2 separate regions of the Mus musculus genome follow, and region 1 is linked to region 2. Evidence: chromatin contacts called from public HiChIP or PLAC-seq data. All regions are on one chromosome and are shown on one strand. Each heading gives the region's core, a stretch centred on a gene start, on an enhancer-like site or on the middle of the called end of the contact. The rest is flanking DNA. Distances are from core to core; before and after follow the strand shown.

What was found. HiChIP or PLAC-seq counts read pairs in DNA pulled down with a chosen protein or histone mark.
Region 1: a contact with region 2 is called in an H3K27ac HiChIP or PLAC-seq map of microglia, with 6 times the contacts expected there. The contact joins the promoter of Spg20 here to the enhancer-like site in region 2. A contact is called at or near these places in 6 of 115 datasets of contacts at active chromatin or transcription factors (craniofacial prominence, embryonic basal ganglia, embryonic forebrain and 3 more) and 1 of 9 other capture datasets (liver).

The regions. Positions count from the first base shown.
Region 1 is chr3:55,109,283-55,115,536 of GRCm38.p6, forward strand. Spg20 (spastic paraplegia 20, spartin (Troyer syndrome) homolog (human)) reads left to right here and starts at 2,826. Exons shown (of 9, transcript NM_144895.2): 1 at 2,826-2,935.
Region 2 is chr3:54,707,304-54,712,937 of GRCm38.p6, forward strand. It overlaps Supt20 (SPT20 SAGA complex component), which reads left to right. Exons shown (of 25, transcript NM_001358015.1): 9 at 954-1,093; 10 at 1,728-1,884; 11 at 1,970-2,026; 12 at 3,098-3,169; 13 at 4,789-4,946. Among named protein-coding and RNA genes, the nearest start is that of Supt20, 15 kb to the left of the region's middle. Within about 2 kb of position 1,863, at least 85 of the 459 cell types and tissues checked have an H3K27ac peak or open chromatin away from gene starts, as enhancers often do. A contact at or near this core is called in microglia, where this site is marked.

The DNA.
Region 1 (6,254 bases), core at 1,576-4,075, 400 kb after region 2:
CCTGGAGAGTGTCCCTATTTATGTCAGGGTTATGCAGGGTCAGCTGGGCCTGCAGTTGGTAGTGAGAATGGCCCTGAAGGTCAGCATTTCACCGGTACAATAGCTTAGTTGTATACTTAGCAATAGCCTAGCTGTATACAGAAGCAGTCATGAACATAATTATATCTCACAGAACCAAGACTAAACATGTATCCAACTTAACTTGTCCACTCTTTGAATCCCCACATCCATCTCATCAGTGAGGATGAGAAAATGGAGAGTTGTAACTGGTAAGAGCCCCTGGATTTTTATCAAAATACATATGACCACAGAGCACATAACCGGAACTGGCTTAGAAGCAGCCTGTGCAAAGTAGGAGCCCTCATTGCTAGCCAAGTCATCCATATCATGCTGACCATTTAAAATGCAATGGTAATACTTAATCAGAGATATCAAACTGATCAAAGAGGATAAAAAGCCTCAGATAAAACTTTTACCCTAATTTTACATATGCTGCATACTTTTCATTGAAGCCATTAAAATATACGACACTGTGGTATTTTGTGGCTCTGTAAAACCCCAGAAAAAAAAAAGGGGGGGAATTGTTTTAAATTTAAGTCTCTACAAAGTTCCTAATAGAATGCAGCAAATGAAGAAACATCCCTTAAAAAACAAAACAAACAAACAAAAAATCCCTAAAACTCAATAAGAACAGCAACGTTTTTGGCATTTGAATCTAGTCTTTCTTTCTCTCCCTCACTCCTTCTCTCCCCTTCCCCCTTCTCTAATGTCACTGAAATGGAAACTACCCCAGATGCTTACAGCCAAGAGCAGGGTCCATGGCCAGCAGTTGAGAGGGATTTCCTCCCCAGAAGGAGGGGTCCCAGCATCTCTCCTACTACCTCTCCTCCCTGTTGCTGAAGCTAGGTTAGGGATGAGAATGGCTGCAAGTGTGTGTGTGTGTGTGTGTGTGTGTGTGTATGTGTGAGTGTATGTGAGTATGTGTGTGTGTGTGAGAGAGAGAGAGAGAGAGAGAGAGAGTGTGTGTGTGAGAGTGTATGTGATTGTGTGTGTGTATGTGATTGTGTGTGTGAGTGTGTATGTGTGAGTGTATGTGAGTATGTGTGTGTGTGAGTGTATGTGATTGTGTGTGTGTGAGTGTGTATGTGTGAGTGTATGTGAGTATGTGTGTGTGTGTGTGTGAGTGTGTGTGTGTATGTGTGAGTGTATGTGAGTATGTGTGTGTGTGTGTGTGTGTGAGTGTGTGTGTGTGTGTGTGTGTGTGTCCCATCTAGATACCACTAGAGGATGAAGACATTAATTTGAACACTGCATGCTGGAAATACCTGGTCCCAATCACTCCAAATTGTCAATCTTTGTAAAGCCATTTTGAAGTATTTCCTAGAAATTGAGTGTGTGAGTAACTATAATTGGTAGCAAGTAGATCTGTAGACAAGTGACTTAATTTTATTGCCTGAAGAAATGGAGGGATTCTTTGTCTAACACACACACACACACACACACACACACACACTAGATATGACATTGTAAAATGATTTTGAGCATATGATTTGAAAGCAGTTAAAGAATAAAGGCAGGATGCCATTATAAAATCCTACCTGATTCACTTAAACAAAATAAATAGGAGTGTGTCCTAGTTATATTTGTTGCTATGATTCAGAGGAATAAGAAGAGGTTTAACTCAGGTCACTGGTCCAGGTTATAATCCAGTATTATGAGAAAGTCAAGCAGGAAATCAAACATCTAGATATATCACACCTACAGTCAAGAGCAGGGAGAAAGGAATTAACTCAGGCTTGCCTGCCTGATTGCTTGTGCCTAGTGCATTTTCTCCATTCTTTCAAGGCCTCCTATCTTGGAAATGGTGCTGCCCACAGTGAGCTGGGTCATGCCACATCAATTAACTTAAGACACCCCCCACACATCCAACCTAACGCAGACCATCTCTCATCGGGACTCTACCCAGGTGATTACAGGTGGTGTCAAGAGAGGGAAAGGAATTTTACAACGACTGAATTATTTGAATCAAGATAAATGGATAATTTTATGAACAATTCTAACTAGGGGTAGACTTTGCTGGGCTGGTTTTGGTTACTTAACACTCCCACCAGTAAGGCAGGAGGACCGGAAAAAAAACCATCTTGCCAAACCCTTTTCTGCTTATCTTTTGATTACAGCCATTCTAATGAGACAGAAGTTACATCTCATTTTGATTTGAGTTAGCCTGAAGACTCGTGATAGTCACTATCTTTTGTTTGTTTGTTTGTTTGTTTTCGAGACAGGGTTTCTCAGTATAGCCCTGGCTGTCCCGGAACTCTCTTTGTAGACCAGGCTGGCCTCGAACTCAGAAATCTGCCTGCCTCTGCCTCCAGAGTGCTGGGATTAAAGGCGTGTGCCACCACGCCCGGCGGATTCACTATCTTTTGATATTCTTTCTGGTGGTCTGTATATCTTGTCTAAAGAAGGATCTACTCAAATCTTTTATTCACTTTTAATTGTTGCACTTATAAATTATTATGGTGTGTTCTTTATGGATTACAGAGCAAATAAAAAATAATGACCTCTTCTTCACTGCTGAGCCGTCTCTCCAGCCCCCAGCCTTGTGAGGTTTTTGTTTGTTAGTTTGTTTTGTTTTTATGTCACAGATTTAACACTTTGCACAGGTCAGGCAAGGTCCCAGGTTCCAGGCAACCATTTGTTCTCCCAATCCTCAGTGCCCGACCCAGGTCTCCCCCTGGCGGCCGGAAGCTGTCATTGCCGTGGCACTGCGGGTCCCTTCGGCGGCCCCAGGGCAGCCGGTACGGAGTGCGCAGGCGCGGTCCGACGTGGCCTGGGCCTGGCTGAGGCCGGAGGGTGTGTGGGGCCTGCAGTTGCGCGCTCTCCGTGGGCTCTCGGGCTCGGAGCGGACCGCTGGCTACCCGTGCGCCTTTGGAAGGTCAGAGTGGGCAGAAGCTCAGCTCCGCGCCGGTGTGGTGACGCGTGGGCGGGGCCGGACCTAGAGGGCGTCACGCGGGGCTTTGTGAGCCGGGTCCACCCCGGGACGCCCAGCGGGGGTGGGGGCTGCGGCCCGGGTCCAGGCGGCATCTTGCTGAGAGCCCTTCTGCCAAGGAAGTTTCCAGAAGTCCTGCTGAGGCTATTCCAGCTAGTACTGAAGGAGCCTTCGCCCATCTTTCGTCTCCTACAGCTCTGGCCCGGGGAGCGGCGCTCAGGTCCTAGATCCTCCTGCCCCAGGAACCCGCGCATCCCTGGTGCTGGCCCTCCCATCCTTGGTCCCTTCTTATCCCCGGCGCTGGTCCTTCAATCCTGCGCCCCCGCGCATCCTTGGTGTGCGTTTACCTATCCCTGATCCTCGCTTGTCCCTTGGTTCGGATCCTCCCATCCCTGATCTCTGGTGATCCCTAGTGTGCGTCCGCCACTGTTCCCTCTCCAAACCCCACTGGCTTTCTTGCTCCTCTACAGCTTGTCCAACGTTGGCAGCTGAAAGCGCCAGGAGCCACAACACTGGCAGTGAATGGAGCGGGCATTGGTAATTGGGATACAAGTTTACTGGCTTCCAGCATCTCAAAGGACCCCCGAGGCCTAACTTTAGGTCTAGAAAAGTTTTCTCTGGGAGTGTGTGTGGTTTTGTGAGGCTACTTTATTGCTCTAGTGTACGGCTGGTTCCGTTATTCCCCATGGTTGTGGGATTGCTTAAGGATCCTCGAGATTTGCTTTGTTGTATTATAAACGGAACGGTTTTTGATCGATGAAATGACCCTCGGATACCTAAGAATTTAGCAACTGTTTTAAAATTTTCAGAAGCAATTAAGTGAATAATGAGTGCTCCTAGTTCTGAGGGAACTGGTCTTGGTTGGTGTGCCTTCCTGATGGTCTTAATTGTGTTTGTGGAGGACTTGTTTGAAACAGGAAACCTCTGTATTTTGAGGAATGTGGTTTGTTGCCCACGTGGTGCGCGGTACAATCTGAAACATACAGTTCCCAAGCAAGAAAGAATTGTTGGAATGGTTCTAGAGTTGAACCCTCCCTGACAATCAGTCCCCCATGTTCCCGACCCAGATAGGAGGAGTGAGGGATGTAGCTTAGTACAGTATGCTCAGTATAGTTGATCATGAAATATTGTACACGTCAGAGAGAGACGAAAATCTGCTACTTTCATTTTAAAAATGTTATATCTGGGTGATGAGTAAATTAGCCTTATTTCATCATTCTATATTTAAATTAAAAGTCTGAATAATGGGACTGGAAAGATGGTTCAGCAGTTAACAGGTTATCTGCACTTGTAGAGTACCCAGTGCCCATTTCCAGCTTCACCGGAACCTCCCCTCCCCCACATATGCATAATTAAAAATACTAAAAAACAAATATTAAAAAATTAGAATAGTTCAAAAATCAGACTTCACAATCACTTTGTACCCTATAAATGTTAACCTGCCAGTATATAATCTGAATAACAAACCCTTCCCATTCCCCGTTTTGTAACAGACCAGGCATGCTGGCATCAGAACTCCTGTTGCTGGCTGTTTCCCCATAAGCACAGTTATTTGCTACTTTCTCTGTCGTGGAATAGAACTGAGTTTCCAAGTATTTTTAATCAGAACTTTACTTCTGGTGCAGAGTGAACCACATACATAGCTGAGTTTAAAGTAGGTGTTTCTTACATCTTTTATTAGAAAATTTAAACAGGAGTGAGGACACTAACCCTGAGGACCTGAGTTCAAAAACCCCCAAACCTGTATAAAGGTATAATCTCTGCCCTCATATTGGGAGATGAGAGGCAGAGACAGGAGACTCCCCAGAAGCTAGCCTTGTCTACCAAACAGGAAAACACAAACAAACAAACAAACAAAAAGAAGCAAAAGACCCTGTTTCAGACAAGGTGAAAGACCAGGACATACACCCAGTTGTCCTCTGACCTCCCCAGGCCCCAGGGCATGTGACTGCCAACATTTTACAAGCAGAGATCTGTATACACAAGTGAGAGAGAGAGAGAGAGACAGAGAGAGAGAGAGACAGAGAGACAGAGAGAGAGAGAGACAGACAGAGAGACAGAGAGGGAGACACAGACACACACACATAGAGACAGAGAGAGAGGGAAACACAGACACACACACATAGAGACAGAGAGGGAAACACAGACACACACACAACAGAGAGACAGAGAGAGAGACAGAGACAGACAGAGAGAGAGCGTGAATATGTTTAAAAGTCCACCCTTGTTATCTAGAGCAGGTATTGGTTCGTGACTTGGTGATTGGACTGTTAAGCTAATGAAAGCACTGTTTATTTAGTACTTTCGATTGGCACTCCACTTTCTTGTAACCAACATTGAGAATTAAAGCATATGAAATCATTAACTTTTCAATCTTTTTGAGACATTTGGTAAACAGTTTTTTTTTAGAGTTTTTTTTTTTTTTTTCCACAGTTTTTTTTCAGTGCCCAGATATGCCTGGGCACTGCTTGATTCTCTGTTTATTCTGAGCACATGAGTCCAGCCTGCTGCCCAGAAGCCAAAAGCCACAGAGCCATGGCTGCAGCCCAGCGCTTCATAGATGGCACTGTCAGAAGGTTACACTCTCCTAAGTTCACGCCTTCTTGTGCCCCAAGGGAAATGAAGTATGGAATGTTTGTCCTGTGGCTTCTGAGAGGAAGGGGTTGGAATCCGTGGAAGCCTAAGGCATTATGACACAGCAGAATAGATTGCAAGGAACGTGTGTCAGCAGTGACCCCAGGATAGGACAAACATGGGTTTTTATATTGCCACTTGTATATGCTAGTTCCTGAATTGGGGGCTGATCTTGTCTTGTCCACTGTCTTAAAGTCCACTCTATTGGCTCGTTTTTCACTACTAGGAAGTCTCACTACTAAAGTCTGTGGTGCCTTCATTGTGTAGAGTTATAGAAGCACTCTTCTATTCCTTGATGTTTGTTTTGGTTTTTTTTTCCTGTCCTGAGAAGCTGTAAGGAGTCCACAGTGACCAGCAGGGGCACATGTGACAGTTGACTGTTAGCTGTCAGACATATTGGACTTGACATAAACTCTTAAGTACAGTGTAGGCTGTCTTTCTAAGACATGACACAAAGAAAAGCAAAGTATTTACAAATCATTTTTATAGTGGTTACAACTCAGAATAATAGTGTGGCTGTATTTGATAAATAAAAGCTATCATTAAAATTTCACCTGTTTCATTTTACTTTGTTAGTGGTTCCTGGAAAATAAAAATTAATTTTGTGGCCCCCAGTGTAATCTTTCTGGAC
Region 2 (5,634 bases), core at 613-3,112:
CCTCAAGGAACTGCTTATAGTCCAGTCCCAGTTGTTTCCAGCCTTGCTGATAAACTGGAGTTAAGTTAACCAATGAAGCCTAATGTAAAAATTGTTTTTTTTATCCTCTTGAACAAAAGCTTCATTGTTACTATTGAAAACAAATAGATTGTGATTTTCCTTCATATAGGATTCTATAATTCTACAGGAAGCCTGGCTTTTATCCCTTCCTTCCTTCATCCCTTTCTTCCTTTCTTTTCTTTTTCTTTTTGAGGTAAGATCTCTAGCCTAGGCTGGCTTGGGATTTGAGATCCTGCTACCTGAGCCTCCTGAGGTCTGAGTGTCTCTCTCTCTCTCTCTCTCTCTCTCTTTCTCTCTCTCTCTCTCTCTCACTCACACACGCACACGCACACGGTCTAACAGGACTTCTTAGCGCTGACATCAGCTAATTGATACTTTAGTTCTAGCTCTTGTTTACCTGTTGCTTTGGAGAGAAAATGTCAGTAATGTGAGGTTATCCTCTGTGAAATGTGCTTGTGAATTAAGATTCAGTTTATCTGTAACTCGTGAGTGATGAGGTTTAATCTGGGCTGTTATTTTTCTATCTATAAGGTTGGAAGTTGTTCTTGTTAGAGACAAACTTGCATTCACACTAGAGAGCAGAAAGCATCATTTTCTTAAGCCGAGGACTAGTAAAAGAGAGAGTATAACTATTCTCAGATATTCTACCATTTCTGGATCCACTATTTTAAACAGCCAAATAAATACCCACTCCGTGGATGTGACTGTTTTATAAATCATGCAGATAATTCGGTTTCCATTAGAAGTTTCTTTATCTTGTTAATGTTCAAACTTGAGTTACTGCTACATTCACTTTAGTCTTCAGCAACTTCCTGAGAATATTTCTGGGTAAATGATGTATGTTTACATTATCAAAAATGCATCTGAGGCTGACATACAACTGTGTATTTCAGGAAGACAAACTTTTGCTTGAGAGCCAGCTGATTCTAGCTACAGCAGAGCCACTGTGTCTTGACCCATCGGTGGCAGTAGCGTGCACTGCCAATAGGCTGCTCTATAACCGGCAGAAGATGAACACTCGCCCAATGAAACGGTAACCACCAGCACTTGGGTAACACAGGCTCTTAAGTTTGACATCGTTGCTAGCCAGAGTGCCCTTTCCCTTGGCATGTGAGGGCTGGAATTCTAAGTTCAAAAATGGGATTTTTCATGGCCTTGTATTGTGGATTTATGTTATAGACCTTTTTAAAAAATATTTTCTGCATTATTATAAAGTAATATTTTCCTCAGTCTTTTAAAGAAGGAACTTTTATAAGTTTATGGTCTGTTCACCAAAATGGTTGTGAGGCTGTAAGAAGACTAGATAGAAACAGAAGGGTAGTTGCTTCACTGCTTCTCAACACTAATTGGAATCAGTTAACAAGGAAACAATGTGTAACTTAACGAGTTTTGAGAAAATACAATCACAATTTTTAGAGATTAGCTTATAATGACTGCCTCTCTAGTTCTGGATTCAAACTAGTGTGGCTCCATGGTCATGAGTATTTTGTCTTGTTCTTTTTCTTTCACCTGTGCTTAAAGCTTGCTGGTGTGAAAGTTGTATTTATAGATGGAGTGTGTGAGTGTGTGTGTGGTAAGTGGGTATCTGTGATGGAGTCTGTGATCTGTGCCTGCTCCTTTTCCCCGTGTGGTAGAGTTGCTGCTTCATTGCTTCCTGTCTGTTGTAGGTGTTGGAAGAGGTACTCCAGGTCCTCCCTGAACCGCCAGCAGGACCTCTCTCACGGCCCTCCTCCCCCTCAGCTGAGACTACTTGATTTCTTACAAAAGCGGAAGGAAAGGAAAGCAGGCCAGCATTATGACCTCAAAATTTCCAAAGCAGGAAATGTAAGTAGTCGCTAAGGTGCTCGCTGTACGAATGACTGGCTGTGCTTTAGGGTTTCCGAGTGACTGTACTGTTTTTACTTTTCAGTGTGTAGACATGTGGAAACGGAGCCCCTGTAACTTGGCTGTGCCTTCTGAAGTAGATGTAAGTTCATGAAAAAGCTGTACACTGACACAGGGTCAAAGGCCAGCATTAGGAAGCCAGTGCTGTGAGGAAGTGAAGGGAAGAAAAGAGCAGCTTGTTTGAAACAGTAAAAGTTGTCATTTCAAGAGTCTGTCGTATCAGTCATGTAAGTCTGTGGTATTGAGTGGACCGCCAATCCAGCCTCAGTTAGTTACATAAGAGCATACATTTGAATAGAGTTCTGTGTTAGGAGCAGAAAGAATGTTAAGGCTTCCAAATGTGGAAAGAGTATGGCATATTTTATATAGTGACAGGAAATGACCTTGTGCCATTCTGTAGTGGTCCTTCATAATTAACTCAAAATGCTTCCGTGTTCAAACTGGTAAAATTTAAAGATGAGTAATCTTAGAAATTTGGAATTACCAATAGTATTGTTTACTAATATTCATAAGACACATGAGTGCTAAGTGATCATAAAGGCATTATAAAGGACTATTTTAGATTTCATTTTTTGTTTCTCTTAGTATGTATTTTTTAGATATATATTTGGTGTGTGTGTCCGTGTGCAGACTATAACACATATGGAAAACCAGAGAGCAACCATTGAGGGATGAGTCTTTGCTTCTACCACGGTATTCCTGGGCTGCAGACTCGGAACTTCAAGTTTCAGTGGCAAGAGCCTTTACCTGCTAAGCAATCTTGCCAGTTTACTTAATTCTTTATGATAGTTGTTTCAAAAATTATTTACTATTTCAAGAATGCTTTTTGTAACAATTCTAGCAGTTCTTGCTGTTTTAACAGTTAAAGCACAAAGCCAGAGACATCTATAGACTATGTATACAAACCAAGAAAGAAAGCCATATTATCTTGTTGCATATGTGGCCTCCAGGCATCCAGTGCTCTTAACCTCTTAACCATCTGTAGTCCCACATGCGACACTTAATTAAACATATCAGGAGGTTTAAAACTTGACAAGTGCTTGGTGATACTGCTAGTTGAGACCCTTGTGCCCACATTGATTCTGTGAACTGTGCAGGTTCTTGTCTTTGTTCCGATACTGACTATATTTGATTCAACATCTTCATTGTTTAGGTGGAAAAATATGCTAAAGTGGAGGAATCCATCAAATCTGACGACTCACAGCCAACAATGTGGCCAGCTCATGTAAGTAATCAGTTCCAATCTCTTTGACTAATGATCCAGTTGCCCGTGTATTTTTTTTGTTTGGAGACAGTGTCTCTTTTGGCCCAAACTGGCTTCAAACTTGTAGTGTAGTCAAGGTTGACCTCAGACATACTGATCCTCTGGCTTTCACTGCCCAGGTGCCAGACGTGCCTCTTCCGTATTGTAAAGTATGTTGTTTATAAGCTGGGCTCTGAAGTTATTAAACAGAAAACAACTTTTAATGTATAAGTTTTTTTTTAAGTGTATTTGGAGTACTTGTGGGCTTCAGGAAAATATAATTAACCCTGAGTGTGTTTTTCACTTTACAGAGAAGTTTTAATATAACACTACCTTTTTATGTGGGGCATTGGAGCCCATGCCTGTAATCTCAGCTCTTGGAGGCAGGGGCAGGAAGCTCTCAACTTGATGGCCAGTCTGAGCCACATAGGGAGCTATTCAAAAACCAAATTAGGAGTCCAGCCCAATGGTACATAACTGTAAGTCCAGAATAGGGAAACTGCTGCTGGGAAAAAGATGTCTCTGAGACAGCCTGGGCTACAGAGTGAGACTCTTTCAGAAAACTAGTGCAATGTTCTGTTCTGCCTACTTGTTGGTGGTCCTCACCTGTCTTGTTTCAAATTAGTGTGTTCTTGTAAAGATGTTCTTGTTTGAGCGGTGGTCTCCTGTGTGACCGAGGCTTGCCTGGAACTTTGCTTCTTTACAGCTGCTCTCTCACTTGTCGCCATTCTGCCGCCTGCCTCTGCCTCCTGAGTACTGGGATTATAGGCATGTGCCACAGTGCCTGGCTTAAAGACAGCTCTGAAGGGAAATGTTCTGATGCTCTCATCGTAATAGTCTCTTAAAGGGAGAAGTTGGAATAACATTTTGAATGGACTCTAAGCACAAGATAATAAGATTTATAGACATCTTTAGGATGTTTTGTATGAATGGCATATGACAAAAATATTTCCACTTTGAAACTTTATACTCAGATTGTTAACTATTGCAGTTGTGTGTACAATGAGTGAATCTCTGTGAGTGTCTTCCTGGCTTGGAGAGATGCCACATTGGAGCACTTAGCATAAAGGAAGGTAAAGAAAGGGCTCTGTGAACTCAGTTCCCTCTGAGGGCTTGGGTTGTTACATTCCTTTACATTTATTTATTTGTTTATTATTTGTAAGACAGGCTCTTATGATATAGTTCTAGCTGTCCTGGAACTTATTGTATAGACCAGGCTGGTCTTGAAAGAGATGAGCCTGCCTCTGTCTCCCAAGTGCTGGAGTTAAAGACACATGCCACCACACCTGACAAGTCCATGTACCTGTAATGTGGGAATGGCCACACCAGCCATGGGTTTTGTTGACAGTTGGATGAGAAACTACTTGTTAAGTGCTGTGACAATGTCCAGTCATTTTTTTTATACTTTTCATTGTGTGTAGAAATGTATAACACTTTCCTAATAAATGATTCAATAACATGCACAATCATACATGGCCTTAAACATTCCTTTAGTGCCATGTATATAGCAGACAGAAGTTAGTCTTTATTTTATTATTTGTTGTTGTTGATAACTTTTGCTACTTGAGAAGAAATGACTTGGGATTCTCTGTTCTTTTCAGGATGTAAAAGACGATTATGTATTTGAATGTGAAGGTGGTAATCAGTATCAGAAAACAAAGCTGACCATCTTGCAGTCTCTTGGGGATCCACTTTACTATGGTAAAATACAGCCGTGGAAAGCAGATGAAGAAAATGACAGCCAAATGTCTCCATCCCAGTGAGTCCTGATGAGTATATGTAATAGACAGGGCCATCCAGAACCTATAGAGAGCTACCAAGGAGCTGCTTGCTAGCTGATGAGTACATTTCCCTCTGAGGGTTGGTACCTGATACAGAACAGTGTGTTTTGACAGTGGATGTAAGGTTGAGTGCAGTTGTTACTTAGAATTAGTTTTTAAAGAGCAGATAATTATATTCAGGATAGTCTTGGGATTTCGTTGTTGGTATATTTTATATTACTGGCAATTTATGTAGTTGATTTTCTAAGTGGTACATCATTAGTGAAGGGTACTAATTATCATTTTTGGTTTGGGAGTAACTGGGGAGTGTAGGCAGGGTCTGTGACTCCCTAGTTTGCCTGGAACATGTTATGGAGACAAGGCTGGTCTCAACTCCCTGAGATCAGCCTGCCTTTGTCGCTGCCTTCTGAGTGCTGGGATAATTTTGATTCTATGGTTTCTTCGTTTTTTTGTTTTTTGTTTTTTAACAAATCACAAAATGAAAAAAAAAAAAAAGTAGAGTTCAGTTGTATGTCAAATTATTGTTAAAACCCTTACCAAAATTTGTGAAGAACGATGGGTGTTAGAGTTACTTCATACCCAGGTAACAGTCGCCACGAAGAGCTAGCAGCAGTTCGTGGATTGACAGCTATCAGCTGGTTTGATTATGCATATCTCTGAAGTTCG